2 separate regions of the Mus musculus genome follow, and region 1 is linked to region 2. A link is a contact called in public promoter capture Hi-C data. All regions are on one chromosome and are shown on one strand. The core of a region is the stretch at or near the end of the contact, and the rest is flanking DNA. Distances in the headings are between cores, read along the strand shown.

What was found. Promoter capture Hi-C pulls out the DNA fragments that hold promoters and counts their contacts.
Region 1: a contact with region 2 is called in a promoter capture Hi-C map of pre-B cells. The contact joins the promoter of 1700010G06Rik here to the promoter of Lratd2 in region 2.

What each region holds. Positions count from the first base shown.
Region 1 is chr15:64,312,051-64,315,933 of GRCm38.p6, reverse strand. 1700010G06Rik (a long non-coding RNA gene) reads right to left here and starts at 1,816. Exons shown (of 2, transcript XR_003951590.1): 1 at 1,401-1,816; 2 at 1-976. Asap1 (ArfGAP with SH3 domain, ankyrin repeat and PH domain1) reads left to right here. Exons shown (of 31, transcript NM_010026.3): 3 at 3,459-3,585.
Region 2 is chr15:60,823,483-60,826,898 of GRCm38.p6, reverse strand. Lratd2 (LRAT domain containing 1) reads left to right here and starts at 1,819. Exons shown (of 2, transcript NM_001162926.1): 1 at 1,819-2,385; 2 at 2,908-3,416. The coding sequence starts at 3,004. It overlaps 9930014A18Rik (RIKEN cDNA 9930014A18 gene), which reads right to left. Exons shown (of 3, transcript NR_030696.1): 1 at 2,116-3,416.

The DNA.
Region 1 (3,883 bases), core at 567-3,066, 3.5 Mb before region 2:
AGGAGAGATTGGATGAGTGCGGTGGTTGGCTGAAGTTGTGGCTCAGAGCAGCAATGGGGTTCCAGGCTTAGAGAGCACCTTTGGCTGCTCACCTCCCACTCCCTAGGTTTGGATCGCTGTCAGTCCTCTTGCAAGCAAGCTTCTTTGGTTCCAAAGTAGATGGGAGAGCGAGCCTTGTGAGTAGAAATATGACTCGGAGTCAATTCCCAGGTGACGGTGGTCAGCAGTGCTAATGGTGTCCATAGGAACAAGCTTGTCCTGTTCTTGGTGCTTCACTTCCAGGACACAAAGCATCCTTGCAGGCTGAGTAGCTTGCTGCTCTGGACAGTGCTTAGCAGAATGAGAGAGGCCTAGGGTAATAAACAGTCTTTGAGGGGGATTATAATGACGACAGCGTAGACGGCGCTTGCTTTATATAAGCCGGGTTCACAGAAGCTCGAGTCTGTGTGCACGTGTCTTTTTCTGGCTTTGGAGAGGATAAGTGTGTATTTCTGGGTAGTTCCCTGTAAAGAAACCCAGCCTTTCAGCTTTGCCCACGCCAGACTCTATTTGCTTTTAGATATCCAGGAATGGCGTTCGGGGTATTTGAGAAAAAGGGAGGTGCAGATGGTTTTGCACCAGGGCATGGTTTCAAATTTAAAGAGGATTATGGTCCATGAACCCCAGAGATGGTGGGTTGAGGTGCGAAGCTTTGAAATTCTAATTGCAGACCAGTCTAAGGAGGTATATGCTTACCAGAGCACAATATCTCATTGTTCATATAGTCCCCTCTTGGCTGGAGGAGGCAGGGGAGGGGCAGATACATAACATAATCTTCGGAGGAAACTGAAACAGCAATTGGTGGCGGCAGTTTGGGCTCTCCGGTGAATTCAGAAAGAAATCCCTGGCTGTTTACCACTGCTGAGCTTGGAATAATCTTGACTCGTTCATCTGCAGAGCCAGGTGTGGGAGCAAACCGGCTGGAGCTGGGAGGGCTCTGTGTGGTGGTCATTTTTGACACGCCTTACCCTCTTATTTGATAAACTCATGCCACCCAAACCCAAGGTATCTGAATTAGGAGAGAAAGCTGTGGAATTCAGGGTCTCTGGGAACAGACACACTTATTAGCTAAGTCTAGGCTCTGAACAACAGTTCATTTTTACTGTTTATGTCACACACACAGAGGAGTGCTGCCAGCTCAGTAGACAGGGCAGGTACTAGATGACAACTGGGGTGTGGGGGGTGGGACCAGACTGGCTCACAGCCCTGAGGAAGACAAATCCTTTCAGAGGGAAGCCCCAGTGCTCACTGATTTTTCTCGCTGATTTGCTCTCAGTACTTTATAGGGGAGCATGGGATTTCTGAGGCGCAGGGAGCTTAATTAGGCCAAGCTAGTGAGGGTCATATTTGTTCCAACTTACAGAATTTTCCAGATGCTGTGAGAAATGAGCTAGGATTCTCTTCTGGAATGTTCATTCTCCAAATGCTACATCTTGCAGCCCTGGCAACCAGTGAGCCTGCCCTTGTGGGGTGGTCAGCTGCCAGTCTCCTCCTGCCTTATTTTCTCCCTGAGAGCTAAACCCTCCATGTCTCCCAAACCAAACTTTTAAAGTACTGAGGAGAGAAAGTACTCTTGTTTATGTTTAACCTCTTTATTCACTAGTTTTTTTTAAAAGGTCAGTTTGCCAGGGATGTGTTTCTTTATGCTCATTCCCTTAGCAAGTTCTTCCTGTAGTAGGCGGAGACACTTCCCTGCCTTGGAGAGCACTGGTAGGAACCGCAGTGGAGGCACAGTGCACACCCAATTCGGTCAAGCCAGGAAGAGAAACAGCACACATTTTAACCCATTTTTTCCTATGCAGAGAGCAAGTCCTCATCCATGAACTCAGCCTCCTCCATGAGGGTCCCTGTCTTCTACTTTCATGGGAGGCAGTTAGGGGTCCAAGATTCCCAGCCAACAGGGTATCGAGTGGTGTATCCATTCTATTCTGCACACTTTGACTGAGCCTTCTCTGACCATGGTTTATGTATGGCTCTGTCATTTTCTCCTACTCCTCCTCTGTATTGCCTATTTGTCTGGTCCTCTGCTGCAAAGCAAATTCCAAGACAGCAGGAATGTGGCCCTTGCCGACATCACTCATCTCAGAATTTGTCAGCTTGTGAGGCGAACCTTTTCCTCTTGACATGCAGTCTTCTCCTCCCTCCCTGCCGGTCCTCACTCAAGACAAGCCCTCTCCGTGGGTCCCTGAGCCACACGACCCACACGCGGCCAGAAAGGCCAGCGAACACAACCTCTAGCTAGCTATATCGGACGGTATGCAGGCAGGTCTGAGTGGGCCACAGGGCTTGCCTTCCAAAGCAGGCTTTAATGGAGGCCAGTCATACGCTTTCAAGGGCTCCTGGAGGCCAATCCCAAGGACTAGGTGGGTTTTGTTGATACCATTCTCAAAATCTTCCAGTCGGTGGTGAGAAATTAGATGGGTATGTTGGACTAACAACAGTAGACATCTTGCTGGGGCTGAATTGGTACTTTTCTCAGAAGAAAGTCAGTTCCTGCTTAGCAGTGAAGAGCATTTGCACCTGAGAAATACTTTTTGCATCTCCGGATGCTCGGCGGTCCTCTGGGGTAGGGGAAGAAAAAAAAAAAACCAAATACATCTGGACAGATGAAAGTATTTTAAAACAACCCTTCCTGTCTCTGCACAAGGCACAGCATTGGCGTTCAGAGGGCAGCAGGGCTGCGCCCCCATCCCTCGGTCCGCGCAGAAGGGAGACGGCTTTCCGGGCCTCGCTTCCTGCACCCACTCGGGACTAAAAAAGAACACGAACAACTTTTTTTTTTTTTTTTTTTTTGGTCCCTCTCTTGCAAAAACGCTCGCGTAACCAGCTCGCTGAAGTAACCGCTCCGGGGGCGGCCGGGTGTGTGTGTGTGTGCGTGGGGCGCGGTTCCGGAGCCCCACGGGCACGAGCACCAGCGCCGGCGGCTGCGAGGTGGGGGCCGCGCGAGGGCCGGGCGGCGGGGGGGGGGGGTAAGTGGAGAGAGAGGGGCGGGCGGGGCGTGCGGGGCGCGTGCGCAGAGCACTTCCGTGTTTGTCCCCGTGACTGGCGCGGGCGCGCCGCCCGCCGCTCCGCGGGAGCGAGCGCCCCAGTCGGTCGAGCCTCGCCGCTTGTCAGCGCCACCGGAGCGGTCCGTTCCGCCCAGCCCCGCCCCTCCCCGTCGCGCCCCGCCCCGCCCCGCCCCGCCGCCCCTTGCGTGCGCTCGGGGAGGCGCGTCCCCGGCCGCCTGCGCGCGCCGCTTGCAGTTTGAAGGGCGCTGCGCCGCTCGCTCCGCTCCTCTCCGCTCCACTCCTCGCGCGCCAGGCCGGGCGCCGCGGCGGGTCGGGCTGCGCGCGTGGCGTTCATGAGCCGCCCGGCGGCCCCGGGAGCCTGCGCCGTGACTCACGCCCGCCCCCGCTTGTGTCTCGTCCCTCCCGCGGCAGGATGCCGGACCAGATCTCCGTGTCCGAGTTCATCGCCGAGACCACCGAGGACTACAACTCGCCCACCACGTCCAGCTTCACCACGCGGCTGCACAACTGCAGGAACACCGTCACGCTGCTGGAGGAGGTAGGCGGCGGCCTGGCAGCTGGGTGGGCTGGGGCCCTGGGGAGCCCGGCGACTCGGGGAGCCACACCCCCTCCGGCAGCCCCCGGCCCCTGTGGTCCTCCTTGGCAGCCCTTTCCGGGATCCTGCAGGTTTGAAAGCCGGGGAAACTGAAGTGGGGAAGGACTGAGCGAGCTCTGGACACCCGAGTAGAAGAGAGATCCTCTCTGCCTTGCACCCTGTCTGGGTGCCAGGCAGTCTGCTCAGCGCTTCCACATCATTGTGACCCTTTCCTAACCCACGAAGTACGTGGCGTCAGGCC
Region 2 (3,416 bases), core at 570-3,069:
GTGGCCAGACGGAGGTTGAGCCCTTGACATTCATTAATTAAAAAAAAAATCTGCACCAGACAATGGCTATCAAAGGTATCACATGCTTACTTGCTGATTGCTTCATAAAACCAGGAAGTCATTTCTCTCTCTCTCTCTCTCTCTCTCTCTCTCTCTCTCTCTCTCTCTGTGTGTGTGTGTGTGTGTGTGTGTGTGTGTGTGTGTGTGTGAGTGATTTTTGGTCTATGGAAAACTTCCCCTCCAGCATCTACTAAACACTTATTAACTGAGTGAGTACTAGATAAGATGATGTGATGTCTGCTCCCTCTGGGACTTTATCATTGGCCAATTGAATAACTGAGCAACTGCTGAGATAATAAGAGAGAGTCAAAGAAGTACTGCTTTCTCAGCCTTTAGGACTTGAACTCAGGGTGTAAGCAGCAGCCTACTGTACAACTGTTCCCTTCCCACAGACTCCACCTCTTCCCAGCCCATCCAGTGTCATACAGGGGCAAACTGGCCCACAGTGTCTGGCAGAAGGTCTCACCACTCAACAGCCAAATTCTATGTGTAACACTCATCTCTGTGCTCACATGGTAGGAGTGATGGCTCCTGGAGCACGTTACTCAAATGTCCAGGAACCACTCTCCTAACCTCATATATCTCCAGCCAATCAGAACATATTGAAATTAAACCTTTAGGATACACACCGACCTCTCGTTTGGTGTAGCTTATACTGTGATCTTAGGCTTGCTGAAGGACTAACTTCCATCAGAGCCTTGACAATATTGATTGTTTTGGCTTAAAGGTACATAAGTAGATTGATTTTTGTTTCTGCTTTCAAACTAAAAAGGATCATAGTAGTGTTAGTATATTCCTGTTTCCACTGGTTGGTATGCACAGAATGAATAAATAATGTTACTTGGAAAAATTCAGTCGATGGAAAACAAGGTGCAGGTCTTGAATTGCACTGTTAACTGGCTAGGGTGCTTCCTAAGATTGTCTATTTCTGTTCTGACCCACTATTTAGAAGAAGGAGGGGAGAGGAGAAGGAGGAGGAAAGAAGAAGGAAGAGGAGGGGGAGGGGGAGAGGAGGGGTAGGAGGGGAGAGGAAGGGGAAGGGGAAGGAGGAGGAGGAGCAGTAGTAGCAGCAGCAACAAAAATCACTTTAGTAGTTTAGGTCTGGGGTAGAGAAATGACCCCAGCAGGGAAGAAAGTGTCCTCTTGAGGAGGTTAATAACCAACAAGGCTGTCACTTCCCTCAGGAGGAAGGAAATATATTCACCAGGAGTCTCTGCTAATTTGTTTTTAATTTAAGGACAATTAAGCAACTCTACACCCCCATCCCATTTCTGCATGCTTTCTCTCACAACTAGAAAAGAAATCTAAAACAAAGAAGGCTGTGAAGTTAATGTTGAGTTTACTTGGAGGGACACCTAACAGTCATTAGGGATTTGAGGAGCTAGTCAACTAAGTCCTGTATTATACTGCTTCCTCTTTCTGAATTATTATTATTATTATTATTTACTATCCAAAATTATTACTTGCTCTGGAAACAGGTTTTAGCTGATGTGTTTCTTGAACTGTTGCAGCACAGACTACTTTAGGTTATAAAAACGTTCTGATAAGAAAAGTCTGTCTCTCTTTCTTTAGATACTCCATCTAAGAAGAAATGGAAGGAGAAGAGGAAGAAAGACCAACATTTCACCACTTGCATTTCTATACTGGCAGGTGGCGTCTTGCTTCCAACTTCTCAGAACCCCAACTCAGCATAACAGAAAGGCAAGGGGGCTCAGGGCGGTAGAGGAAGCCTGCTCCCGTGGGAGGTACACTATTTACCAGCCCGATTTAAACCCGCTACGGAGGGGGCACGGTCCTGGAAGGGCGGAGCAGCCCTAGTGGGCGGGGCGGGGGCGGGGCTCCGAGGGACTAAGCTGGGTACAGGAAAGACCGGAGCTCTCAGAGCCACGTCTGTCTCTTTAAATGCCACGGGCTGCACTCCCGCCCGGGAGCCCCGAGCCGGATCTACAATCCCGTCCCTCCCGCTCCGGCGCTTGTTGCTCGCCTAGCCCGAGCGGGAGCTGCGGCCCCCGGGAAACCCAGCTAGCTCCTTCGGCTTCCCTCCTCGTGCCCCACCTTCCTGGAAATCTGCGTGAGGGGTCGTGCAGCAACGATCGTGAACAGGCATTGCCCCCCATCTTCAAGTCTTGGGGCTCTACACAACCGCGGGGGGCGGCGAGGGAGAAATGCGTCCTTCCCCGAAGCCCAGCTTCGCCTTGGTCTGCGCTGGGAGAGGAGGCACTGCGGAGCCCACACCTGCGAACTCGCCCTAGAAGTCTCGGGTGCGGCAGGGTGCCCCTCCCGGTCCCCTAGGGCTTCTACCTCTCGGGGAGAGAGTCCGCGCAGGTAATCTGAACCCCAGGGCAGGCGCGCGGGGGAGGGGCCGACGAGCCGCAGTGACTTGCGGCAGGTGAGTCTAGTCCGGAGGCTCACCTGCCACCTCCACGCCAAGGTAGCCTAGCAGGTTCTTGGGGGTGCAGACATTGAAGGACGTCAAAGGGCTAGTTAGGATCCGGAGTGGGAGGGGAAGTTAGGAAAGAGAAGGAAATTGGAATAAAGTTTCTATTTCCTTCCCTCCCCCACTCCTGCCCAGGGTTGGCAGGTAGGGCGCGGGCGGAAGCTGTCGGAGCTGCTGATGCAATGGCTTTGGCTGGGTCCAGGTGATAGCTGGAGGAAGGGGAAAGCTGGAGTGGCCATGTCTCCAGTGATCGTGACCTTAGTGGTGTAGAAACGCGAGGAAGCACGTCCCCCAGACTTCTCCTAAAATGGCTCCAGGTGCTCGGGCCCCTACCGGTTCTTTTTCAAGAAACAAACGTCTTTTTCTGGAGTGGCACCTACAAACATCTCCCTCGTCTTCTCTTCCAACAGGTGGCTTTAGCCCCTGCCCGGGCACCAGTGCCAATGACTCTGACGGTGGTTTCGCTTTCTCCTCTTGAAGTCTTGTGAACGAGAGTCCACAGCGTAATGGGCAACCAGGTGGAAAAACTGACCCACCTAAGTTATAAGGAAGTTCCCACGGCCGACCCGACCGGCGTGGATCGAGACGATGGGCCCCGCATCGGAGTCTCTTATATTTTCTCCAATGACGACGAGGATGTGGAACCTCAGCCACCGCCCCAGGGGCTTGATGGCGGAGCTTTGTCCGACTCCGGGGATCGGCCTCCCCTGCCCCCGCCGCAGCCCTACGACCCGCGGCAGCACGAGGTGGAATGCTCGGTGTTTTATCGTGATGAGTGCATCTATCAGAAAAGCTTCGCGCCAGGATCGGCGGCTCTGAGCACCTACACACCGGAGAACTTGCTCAACAAGTGCAGTCCGGGTGACCTGGTGGAGTTTGTATCGCAGGCTCAATACCCGCACTGGGCTGTCTACGTGGG